2 separate regions of the Bombyx mori genome follow, and region 1 is linked to region 2. Evidence: chromatin contacts called from public Hi-C data. All regions are on one chromosome and are shown on one strand. Each heading gives the region's core, a stretch centred on a gene start, on an enhancer-like site or on the middle of the called end of the contact. The rest is flanking DNA. Distances are from core to core; before and after follow the strand shown. Region 1 overlaps LOC101740542 (E3 ubiquitin-protein ligase Nedd-4). Region 2 holds the start of LOC101738392 (probable protein BRICK1-B).

Evidence for each region. A called contact is a pair of places that touch in the nucleus more often than the background predicts.
Region 1: a contact with region 2 is called in a Hi-C map of whole pupa, with 5 times the contacts expected there. The contact joins the enhancer-like site here to the promoter of LOC101738392 in region 2. A contact is called at or near these places in 2 of 7 Hi-C or Micro-C datasets (middle silk gland and whole pupa).

Annotation. Positions count from the first base shown.
Region 1 is chr19:1,977,703-1,983,483 of ASM3026992v2, reverse strand. LOC101740542 (E3 ubiquitin-protein ligase Nedd-4) reads right to left here. Exons shown (of 19, transcript XM_062673870.1): 9 at 958-1,036; 10 at 359-457. All of the region lies in intron 1 of LOC134200636 (a long non-coding RNA gene), which reads right to left. Among protein-coding and RNA genes, the nearest start is that of LOC101740410, 19 kb to the left of the region's middle. Within about 2 kb of position 2,168, at least 4 of the 8 cell types and tissues checked have open chromatin away from gene starts, as enhancers often do.
Region 2 is chr19:1,885,444-1,891,234 of ASM3026992v2, reverse strand. LOC101738392 (probable protein BRICK1-B) reads right to left here and starts at 4,325. Exons shown (of 3, transcript XM_004926938.4): 1 at 3,695-4,325; 2 at 3,171-3,253; 3 at 88-2,344. The coding sequence starts at 3,815. The coding sequence ends at 2,318. LOC101740679 (focadhesin) reads left to right here and starts at 4,459. Exons shown (of 19, transcript XM_038017504.2): 1 at 4,459-4,911. The coding sequence starts at 4,631. It overlaps LOC101738252 (3-ketoacyl-CoA thiolase, mitochondrial), which reads left to right. Exons shown (of 8, transcript XM_004926937.5): 8 at 1-199.

The sequences.
Region 1 (5,781 bases), core at 919-3,418, 94 kb before region 2:
TATCACGCCAACCGATTTCGATGATTATTGTTTTTAGTGTATATTAATTTGTTTTGGAATATCTGTTTTTTTTTTCTATTTGAAGTCAGTTTTTGTTAAAGCATGTCTATTTACAATTATCGACTATACCACCTACAAATAAACAAAAATTCATAAAATGCTTTTTAAAACAAAATTAAGGTCCTTAAAAATTTTCCCGGAAATTATTAGCAACGTTATCAATCACAGGATGCGTTATTATTTCGTAGTTAGCCGAGTCTCTCCGCATCCACACATAAAAACACACCCTGTATAGTGTAGAGATTGCAAAAAAAGAAATTATTTTAAAGTCTATCTCCATGTATTTATATAATCGTACCGGTTCTGGGATCTATCCACGTGGTGGTCTTCTTGTTGTGGTCAATGAAGAATATCCTGCCGTTGGGCGCTCTCTGCATACTCCAACCAGGAGGTAAGCCTTTCAAATGGAAAGAAAGTAATTGGACATTAAATTTTTGTCCTCGTTGTGTGTATCAACTCATTTTTCTCTACTTCGCGGCAAAAATAGGCAAGATTATGGTACCTAAAAATGCGAGCTGACAATTAAACGTCTAATGACAAGTTACGAAAATTTCACTAAATTAGTTTCTATTTGTAAGTAAGATAAGGTTATTTTCGACAGTTTAAATTTTTTTGTAATAGTTTAAATAATATTAAGCTTCATTAGATTCAGATTCTTTTTTTCTCGCCTTCCTGTTTCATTGTCAATCAATCAAACATTTAGATACTAGGGTCACCACCATAGTTCTTATTTTTCACATTACACATTTTTGCATAAGTCGAAGTTGACAGCCCTAGCGCGACCGAACGTGGACACATAAATACGAAGTACACAGATTAGTTTTTCAATTTCCTTCTGCACTTCTCCGGGTTTTGTGGTATCTTAATATAAAATCTCCTGATCAGTTCAAGTGTTACCTTCACTGCTGGGCAAGTTCTGACTCTGGCTGCTGCTGGCGCTACTCCTCGTGCTTTCGGTGGAGCCATCGGTCTCGTCCTATTTAACAAAACATTTTAGGTCAATTAGAAAAAATAACCATAGGGCTACCCGAAGCTTAATATGCAGTGCCAAATCGTGAGAGAATAATACCCAAATCTTTTTTTTAATGTATTTTTTTTTAAGTTTATATAATTGTCATTTGAATTAATAAGATCGAATCAGGAAGCTCCAGGGCGACAAATTTAACAGTGTCGTAAATGTGTGCACTAAAAAACATGCAGCGCTGATCAGACAACCCTAGATTATATTTGGCACTACATCCCTCATACATTTTGCGCAGTGTGTAATCTCATATGCATGGAATGTGGTGTACATATGTATATTTATAATATGAACATTATTTAGCTTCTCCTATAAAATATTTAACCCCTTAACGAAAGCATATTTTTAAATTAATTTATCGTAAGATACTTAGTACAGTTATATAGGTAAAGTTTCAACTACATCATAATACACGATTATCGATAATCAATCTAATCGATTTTTTTGTTTACAAATCGATTCGATAATTTTTTTAACCTATTATTTTGGTAACATTTACCACAACACCAACTAACTACATATTAAAAAGCAAGCTACGATTAGAAAAAAGCGGAAAGCACAAGCGAAACGCATGATTTTTTAATAATGAAATAAATGTAAGCCATTACGTGAATTTGTTAATACGGAAATATTGTCGTCTCTTTCATTCTAATAGGAGAACGACTAGAACGAAAAAGACAGAGCTTTTCGGAACCGTATTCAAATCGTAATGATGTAAACGAATTCGATATTCAATTGAATACAGCCACAAGTCGGGAGTGTTAGTGTAATGACGTCACAACTATAAGTATAAGTGCCTGTGTCCAGTCGATTTGGCGACCTAAGCACGTATAGATACCGCGGCAGCGTCGTATCACTCCTCATCGACAACATTACACGCGGGATGGTAGTGGAGGAGGGCGGAATGTGACGGGGAGGATACTTTCATAATCATTTATAATTTTGTTCTAAAATCAATTTTATTGCTTTAGTAACTATTAGCCGTTTGATGGGCTCGTCACACCCCGCTGCCCCGTCCATCCGTTTCCTTACCTCCGAGTCCTCCATCGAGCTGGTCGTGGTCCTCCGGCGTCGTGTCCGCGGCGACCTCTCCGGAGAGACCCCGCCTGTCGGCGTACTAAAGTGGTTCTCGTCGAACGTCAACGTGTCTTCTATAACTGGTTGTTCGCTGCGCGCTTCGTTCGTTGTTTCATCGTTAAGATCGTTTCCATTGTTCTCGGTTTGCTGTAGAACGTTTCCATTGTCGACGGTGTCTTGACTAGCCTGATCGTTATCGTCTGCGTCGTCTTGAGCGTTTGTGTTGTTTCCGTCTCTTTCTGTCTCATCGGCTTCCGTATTGACCGTCTCATTGACAGCTTCGTCCCTGCTAATCTCATTAGCGCAGACAACGTCGTCGTCTTCTCTTGTATCATTATTGCTTAAACTACTATCAATATTATCACAGTCGGTTACACTAATGTTAGTCGCTATCCTTGGCTCTGGTTCGTTTTCGTTTCTCCTCAATTCCGGCGACCTATCGGGCGTGGCGAACGGGGTTTCTTCGGCTGACGTCACTTCCGAGTTCGTACTGTTTACATCCCCCTGTCAGAGATTACATTAGTTACGAACGTCCAAACTTACGCAGGCAATTGAGAGTTTACTTTATTACGGCCAACGAAGCAAGCGTTATTCGGTTATAAGCCGCATGAATTTAGGTTAAGTCTTTATTTTATTAAAAGAAAACCAGTCGTGAAGCTTTGGCAGTTCTCAAACGCCACCGGTATATCGGCGCATCGAATTTCACCACTCAACTGCTCGGATAAGTTTGTGTTTGCCCGTCGATGGCTACGTGCGCGGAATTGTCTACGCCGATGCCGGCAGCACCACACAATGTGTTACCGATCCGTTGTGATCCAAATCTGTTAGTTTGTTAAATGAAGAACGCCTAATGAATGATGCCTCTATGATTATCGAAACGTGCAGTCATTTCCGTGAAGAGATATTTATAAAATAATCAATCAATATATATTTGTATACCTTTAGAATTGAAGTGGCTTAATCTAAAATACTTGTTTTTTTTTTTTTTGTAAACGCCAAAAATAAGAATTGTAATTTTTCAATTTTGATTTTAATACTTTAAGCCTTAAAGCGTACACCTTAAAGTTTAAAGTATGCGCTTCATTTAAAAGTGATGGAAAGTGTACTTTGTCTTTTTCGAGCAAAAATTTAAATTTTGTTTTATAAACTGATAGAATACAATGTTTATAAGTCGTTCAAAGTATAAGACTCATTTTCTTAAAATGTTAACTTTAGCCACTTCAATCCTTTAAGTGCGATATTATTATATACTAATAATAAAAAAATTAGTCTTTGGGACAATGAATTAATTCGTGGTTTCGCGTTAACCACCTTCGAACACAATTGACGCACGGCAGATTAACTTGATCTAAGCGTGCCACCTCTGTCAGAACATAGTGCAACATTTTATCTTAATACTTATACTAAAATAATCGAGACAGATCAAAATTTGGTGATTATTATGGATTAGATTTAGAAAGCGGCTTGACTCCGCCCCTGGCATTGCTGACGTCCATGAGCGACGGTAACCACTCACCATCAGATGAGCCGTACGCTCGTCTGCCTAAAGGGGCAATAAATTTTTTTATTCAAAACGCGCAAATAATAAAATTACATTGTAACCCGATTACAGGATACATTTTTATTATTGCTTAGATGGGTGGACGAGCTCACAGCCCACCTGGTGATAAGTGGTTACTGGAGCCCGTAGACATCTACAACGTAAATGCGCCACCCACCTTGAGATATAAGTTCTAAGGTCTCAAGTATGTTACAGCGGCTGCCCCACCCTTCAAACCGAAACGCATTACTGCTTCACGGCAGAAATAGGCAAGGTCGTACCTAACCGGGCGGACTCACAAGAGGTCCTACCTACCACTAGTAAAGTTACCTACTTAAAAAAATTTAAATGTTGCATATTTTTTTATACTTCACGAAAATGGCTACACGATCGTTCAAAAAAATGAAAACTATAAAATTATATTCAAACAAATTTGGTTTGCAAGTGATGTATGTATATACGAGTATGTATGTATGCATTGTTAGTGTTTAGAATCGCCGAAGCCCGTGCTGCAAGTGAAAACGTATCACGAATCAAACGAAAGATTATCCAAAATAACAAAAAAATTCAAATTTATAAAGAATGAAATTGCGTTAATGCGTAATTAAAAAAAAAAAAAAACACCAAAATCGACGAACATGCACTTCTAGTTGATTCTAAAGGCACTGTTCAAATTAAAACATTAAATCGATAAACCCGAAATACGGATATTTGTTTAGTTGTCGTATTAATTTTGACATAGTTTAATAATAAAAAAAGGTGTGCAATTCACACGTGGTAGAAGTGAAACCTTCCAAAATTAAAATACAATTATCCTAAACGTCTTAAGTATATGTAAAATTTTGTCATTAGTAAATAATTGTAAGGTAGCGCCCTCTGTGAATTGAATTTGAAGTGAATTTTGTTGTTATATTTTTTTCAAATTGTCAAATTTAAATTACTCTTCTGTAAAGTTGAAAATATGTTGCTTAAGCAAAATCGTCTTTCACCCCTCGATATATAGATTATCAAGACCCAAACAAAGAGACAAGATGCGGGTATCGAACCCACGACCTTCAGCACAACAGTCAGGGTTGCCAACTACGTCAACGCGGCGTCAGTCAAAAATTGTAATGATTCGTATGTGTTTTTATCTATGTATGTAACGGTATTGTTCCAACGTAATTTCGAGCAACTTCAAAACGTCAAAATAATTCAAAAATTCCCACATGTACCAATGGAACGATTACAAGGCAACAATTTTATCACTATGGCCCTGACCGGAATTAGCAGGATTAAAAAATATACATCAGTAAATGGAGTAGAATGACGTCATCGTTATACATTTCCTTTTGGTAAATTTTCATATCTGATAATGATACATACGAGTATTGTCAACATCGTCTGAATTTAATATTGCCACAGCCAGTATCTTATACCTTTAAACGAGCAATTCTTGTATATTTAACATAAACATAATCTGAATCTCGGAAACGGCTCCAACGATTTTCATAAAATTTAGTATACAGGGGATTTCGGGGGCGATAAATCGATCCAGCTACGATTTATTTTCAGAAAATGCTGTTTTGTTCGTGTTTTCTATAATCAACTGTTCCCGACATCTATTGGCGAATAATAATACTATTTTTCTTAATTGAGGGCAACTAACCGCTTTAAAGACACAACAAGATGGCGTTATCAAAAAAAAACCGAGCGAAACTCGGTCATCATCTAGTAATAATAATATAATAAATGTCACCCACCATTATGTTACAAATCCAGCATAGTTGGTTGCGATTGTAGGATATGTATATGAAACAATAATAATTGTAACTAGTGATCTCCCAGTAGTCGAAATTCGACTATAATTAATTTAAATTATAAACTGAATATTATTATGGTTCTGTTGTTATTATACTTCTATAAAATGATTTCACCAAGACTACTACACCATAGACAAATAATATTAAAGACAAATAATATTAAAGACAAACAATATTAATCTATTCTCAATTTGACAACAGACTATAAATAATAACAAAGGTTTGACAATAAACACAGAGTTTTTGAAAGTATATGTGTTGTGTTAAATACGTGGTAGTGT
Region 2 (5,791 bases), core at 3,076-5,575:
ATTGTACGTAAAACGCAAGTGCGACAGGCATGCCAAACGGATTAATCAGTACTATTAGTGTTTAAAATGAATAAAACACATACCTAATACATTGTGAACATAATATTATTTAGTATGTTTTGTGCATTTATTTTATTGGACTATTTTTGTAAAATAATCACTGTTATAATTTATTCAAATATAATTAATATTAAACAAACTTGTTTAATTTACTCATCTCTATTTTAAATTTGAGCTACATTGCGGATATAGGGTAGACCAATGATGTTATAGTAAAAAGAGGTAGATAAGTTACTTGAGTTCGTAAAGTGGCGCCGTAAAACTGAGCTAATTAGCGCACTCAAGCTTAGTCTCGTGAAAGCATTGGTAACGTTGACTGTGTTTTTTATTCCGCGAAATTTCTTTAAAATGCCGTCCTGTGTTATGCGACACTGTAGAAACTATACAAGAAAGACTCCCAAAAGTCTAGGGATGACATGTCATGCGAATGTATTAATTTTAAATTGATTTGCTTTTATATTGTTTAAGAAATCCAAAATATTAGCTTAAATTTATTAAAAAAGGCTCGAGTGCGACGGCATATACTCCGGTCACCGAGTGTAAGAGAGATGTCTGTCAAGATTAAAAAGAGTAATGTAACAGAAAGGACATTTCCATGATATTTCCATGATAGTTCATTTTAAATATATCAATTCTGCTTACTAAACCGTAGGCATCAAATACTTTTATGTTAGTTCTGTGACATTTTAATTGTTAATCTATGAAGTAAGTCGTGATATCGCAACGACACTGCGTAATATATATTCGTCTTGTTTACGGTCTTGCTAGTTAGCATGCTATCTTTTTCACACATTACAACCTTGTCAAGTTAACTCTGCTCACGCGGCTATATGATATTATCATCAACTAGTTGTCGATTTAATTCGTCCGCATAATATCGTATAGTTTAGTGTGTTTATAAATATATATAGGTACATACGCCGCGACAAGCTTGACTTCGTATTATTACTAATATAACGTATCTACCTCTTTTTACTATAACATCATTGGGGTAGACAGTTTATTTAAATTATATAATACATAGGCCATTAAGTCCAATATGGAGCAAGCCCATACATTTTATGTGACATAATAAGACAGTTTTATTCCGGAAGGTCCGTGTCCCGTGATGTAGACCTCTTTAAAGCAGTAAAAGAATGGAAAGCAGTCGACGTCGCCCCAAACACGTCATTTCGGATCCTCCCGATCCACTAATGGTGCTTCTAGGTACTTCAAGCACCGGTCACCGTTCCGAGTAACCCGAGTAAATTAACCCTCAGACACAGCCCACTGAGTTTCTCGCCGGATCCTCTCAGTGGGTCGCGTTTCCGATCTGGTGGTAGATTCTGCGAAGCACGGCTCTTGCTAGGGTTCGTGTTAGCAACGTCGTCAGGTTTGAGCCCCGTGAGCTCACCTACTTGTTAAGGTTCCGCTGATATAGCCTCTCAAGGCTATCAGCTTAGGTAGGAAAAAAAAACAGTAAGAATCTATTGAATCCTTCTCCAAACATCAGACATGTGCACTCGAATGTACTTCTAGATTTATGTTTCAGTTTTTCGTCCGTCCCCCTCTACTTTGAGTCTGTAGTCAAATACACTACCGCGATTCAGGCAATCATCATCAACTCTCCGCGAAATTGGTTACAGTTAGTTATTTATAAATTTCTAGAAAGAGAACCACTTTGTTTTATGCATGTTCAGTCTAATACAATTGACATTTTTTCTTTACATATTTAACTTGTTTTCTTGGTGAAAGAATCAGCAACAAAGCTAATTTTGCAAATGGAATGTGCTGATTTTGGTAAACTTTAATATATAAAATTTATACATATACAAAACGTGTATAAACACATTCTTGTGTGATTCAGTTTAGTGAACTTAAAGATATAAAATTTAGACATGTATAAATAAAGATATTCTTGTGTAGCTCATTGAAAGTAACAGAAATGGAACATAAAAGAAATAAATAGATAGCAGAGGAGAAAGCGAGAGAAATTCTATTTTTATTCATTCTTGCCACAGAGTGCCTCCTAATACTAATCTCATCATGCCTAAAGCAGTGGCTTCAATAATTTAAACACACCTTACCTATATCAGGTCTTAATAATAACATATTTTTTAACATTGCTTCAAAGTAGTTCGATATATAATATGTACTTTTAATATCCAAATTTTATTGCAGTTTTGTTATACTGGAGAGTAGAGATTGTTCAGTGATTGCTACATTATTGAACTTATGTCTAACGCTTATAATTATATGGAATTTATCAAAGATTACTTCATGTTAAGGTTTCACCTTTAGTTACCTGAAAATAAAAACAATTTATATGGTAATTACTAGATTACTGGATTTGTTTATAGTCAAACTGCTACTAGGGACTTAAAAAAACCCATGGACATCAAAATAGTGCTATCCAAATTGATGCAGAAGGTCAATTTTAAACTCATAATAATTGGAAAGTATTTATCTTACTCTTGAAACAAGAATACACAATTGCTTTATGAGAGAAATGTGTACATATTTCATAAAAAAATTATGAATTTTAAGTTTCACTTCATTATTGAATGATGTTTGAAAAAATCACATCCAAACTTAGTGAGTGCTTTTTTGGAATAATTTCAATAGGATTTTTTATTTATTAATTTATTAGTTAGTTAGGAACTTTTTTTTTGCTGTAATTTGCAGCAGCAAGACTGCTTCTGGCAGTGCAGAAATTGTTGGGCAACAATAACCACTCATCATCAGGTGTGGTGTTTCCTCATTTGTCTAAAAAGGCAAAAAAATACAAGCTTCATCTAGAAGATTTATGATGTAATGCGTATGATGTCAGATGCGCATTTGACAACTATTTGATCATATCGACGCTTGAAAGGCAAATGTGACTAAGCAACAATAACTGCTTTGTACATAAATGATAGGCAATAACCATATTTGATGCACAGAAAAAATATATTTCTATGTCTATTAAAATCATTTCAATCTTACAGCTACTAGCTAGATTCTACTACAGATAGATTCATTAAAATAAATTTTGTTTTCAGGTATTTCAACTTTAAATTAGTCTACTGTAAAGTTTACGCATTGTCGCTTAGTCACGTTTGCCTTTCAAGCGTCGATATGTAACTACTTACACAAGCTTCCAAATAATCAATCTTCCTCTCTAATGATGTTAATTTTTCATTCAAAGTGGCAAGGCGAGATCTACAGGACATGTCTGAAAATTTGATGATATTATGATAATTTCACATTTATAAAGACTTACATTTTTTGACCTGTTTTAACAGAATATTTTCTATGGGTTCTGCAAGTTGTAGACAACAATAGTTGTAGACAACAATAGTTGTAGACAACAATAGTTGTAGACAACAATAGTCGTAGACAACAATAGTTGTAGACAACAGTAGTTGTAGACTACTTTTTTGTTGTATGTTTAATTGAAAATATATTTACAGTTTAATCTCCCATTTTTATTGTTATTTTATTATTACCATCGTTTCGAAAACTACATTTTTCACTGACGACTGAGATTTTTCCATTCCTTGTGTTTTGAAAGGCGAGTACCTTATCCTATGAAAAATTAATAGTGTTCTGAATTTGAAATTAAAATGTTTCTTGTTTAAGAACCTCCTGTAGCTGCTGATATTGATACACTTACCGAACGAATTGAGGAAGTCTGTAATTTTTTTTATGCTGCCTGTGATCACTTCTATGTATTCTCTGTTGGCCCAATCCTGCTGGATTTGTTTCTGTATTGTTTCTCTTGGAGGCGTCGACATTATATATAATCAGTCACGACTTATTTTAAATAGCTTATAAAGTAGATTTACTCTGTACTTAAGTATTTTAAAAGAGTTATCAAGTTTAATTAATGAATCAAATTGAGGTAAATCTTTTCATTCATTCAGTGTTTCAAACAAATAATAATAGTTTGACATTTGACAGCTTAGAATTTTGCTCGTTGATTGTTCTAATTGAGGCAGAGGATGCGATGTCAGCTTAGAATCAGAATCCACTACAATATCTCTACTCATCAGTGTCACAAAAGTCGACGAAGTCATTCACCGTGGAGTGGCAAGCAGCGTTCCTTGAGTATACCGTCCTATTGCGATCTCCAAACGACATTTTCTTGTAGTAGGACGTATTGTTAGCCCTGGGCAGGTATATTCACCTATTGTAGTTCTACTGCCTAGCAGTATACGTTCCGAGATACAACCGTTAAACCATACAAATGAAACTTTGATCTTGTGTCTCAAGGTATGTGGCGGAATTTATTTTGGGATGTCTATGGGCCATGGATGTGGTGCTTTAAATCAGGCGAGCTATGAGATCGTTCTCGTGCTAATACATCATACGTAGCATAAATATCCAATTGTTTTTGTAAAGAAGGTTAATTTTTTATTTTTTTTATTTCAAGATTTGGCTGTACGAGCAATGTGCCCTTTTCCTGTTCAAGTGAACAAGATGAACAAAAAATGACAACATTAAACAGCTGTTTGATTTAGGACTTAGGTTAGAAATTAACTTAAAAAAATCTGTATCTGCAATAGCCTATAAATTACCGGCTTACAAATTTTACACAGAAAACATAAAAATGGACGAAATCGAATACAAATTGAAAACTAACAACAGTGTCTTAATAGTCAACGCAGTAGAAAAGTTGATAACATTGATAAAATCAAAATTCAAACGTGAAGAACGACAGAGATTCGTTTTGGAAAACGAGGAATTGAAGTTTTTGAGGAAGAAATGTTCGTCCAAAGATCCTGTTGTGAGCCTGACAGCCTGTCAAGGACTCCTAGCGTTGGTGGAACTCGGTGTTTTGGAAATACCGCACACAATGTCCACTGTAGTAACACTCATACCGACTGCGCAGTAAGTACACGAATTCTCATTAAGTTTCCATATGGTACATTTAAAACTAAACTTAGTATAAATAAATTGTATGTTGATATTTTTGTAGTATCTCAGCTACTTCATTGCAGTGAGGTTATACTCAATTTTGTCTTATTAATTTTGATGTAGTATAAACAAATATGTATTAGGAGTACTAGTATTTATAATTAAAACAAAAAATATAACTAAGTAGCTTTTCAAGAATCAAAATAAAGACTATAAATTGATAAGAATTAAAAATACTTTATCAAAATAAATGTTTAAATATTAATTTATATTGTTTTCAAAGCTATTTCAATTTAATTACGTATCATTAGTATAATGTATTATATAAAATCAGGTATACAAGTAATAACTAATTGTTGTTTTATTTTCAAAATGGCCTCATCCACAAATAGAATAAGTTGGTATGTAACTTGATCTTGCCTAAAAGCAAACTTTTCATTCGACTTCATTGATTTTATTAACATTTATACCAAACACTCATAAACCATTCTAAATGTGCAAAGTAAATAATGTGTGTGAGCTTTAGCTAGGAAATTTGAACTTACTGGTGTAAGGGAAATTGATCAGCACATTTTTAATCCCTTGCCTTTTTGTCTCAAAGTAAACAGCTACCTTCTGTGGACCACATTAATCATTCAGCAGACCCTTTAGGAAGTCTGCATACAGAGTGCATTATAATCATTGATTTGATTAATCTTGTAATCCAAAGTAAACAGAAACATTATCACCACTTTTGTACATGTAACTTTAAATAATGTATACTTTTCGGTGTCAAAGAACTTGCTTCATAATATAAACATTATCAAAAAATTTTGCTATCTTTGATTTTTCGAGTCATATAATTAATGCTACT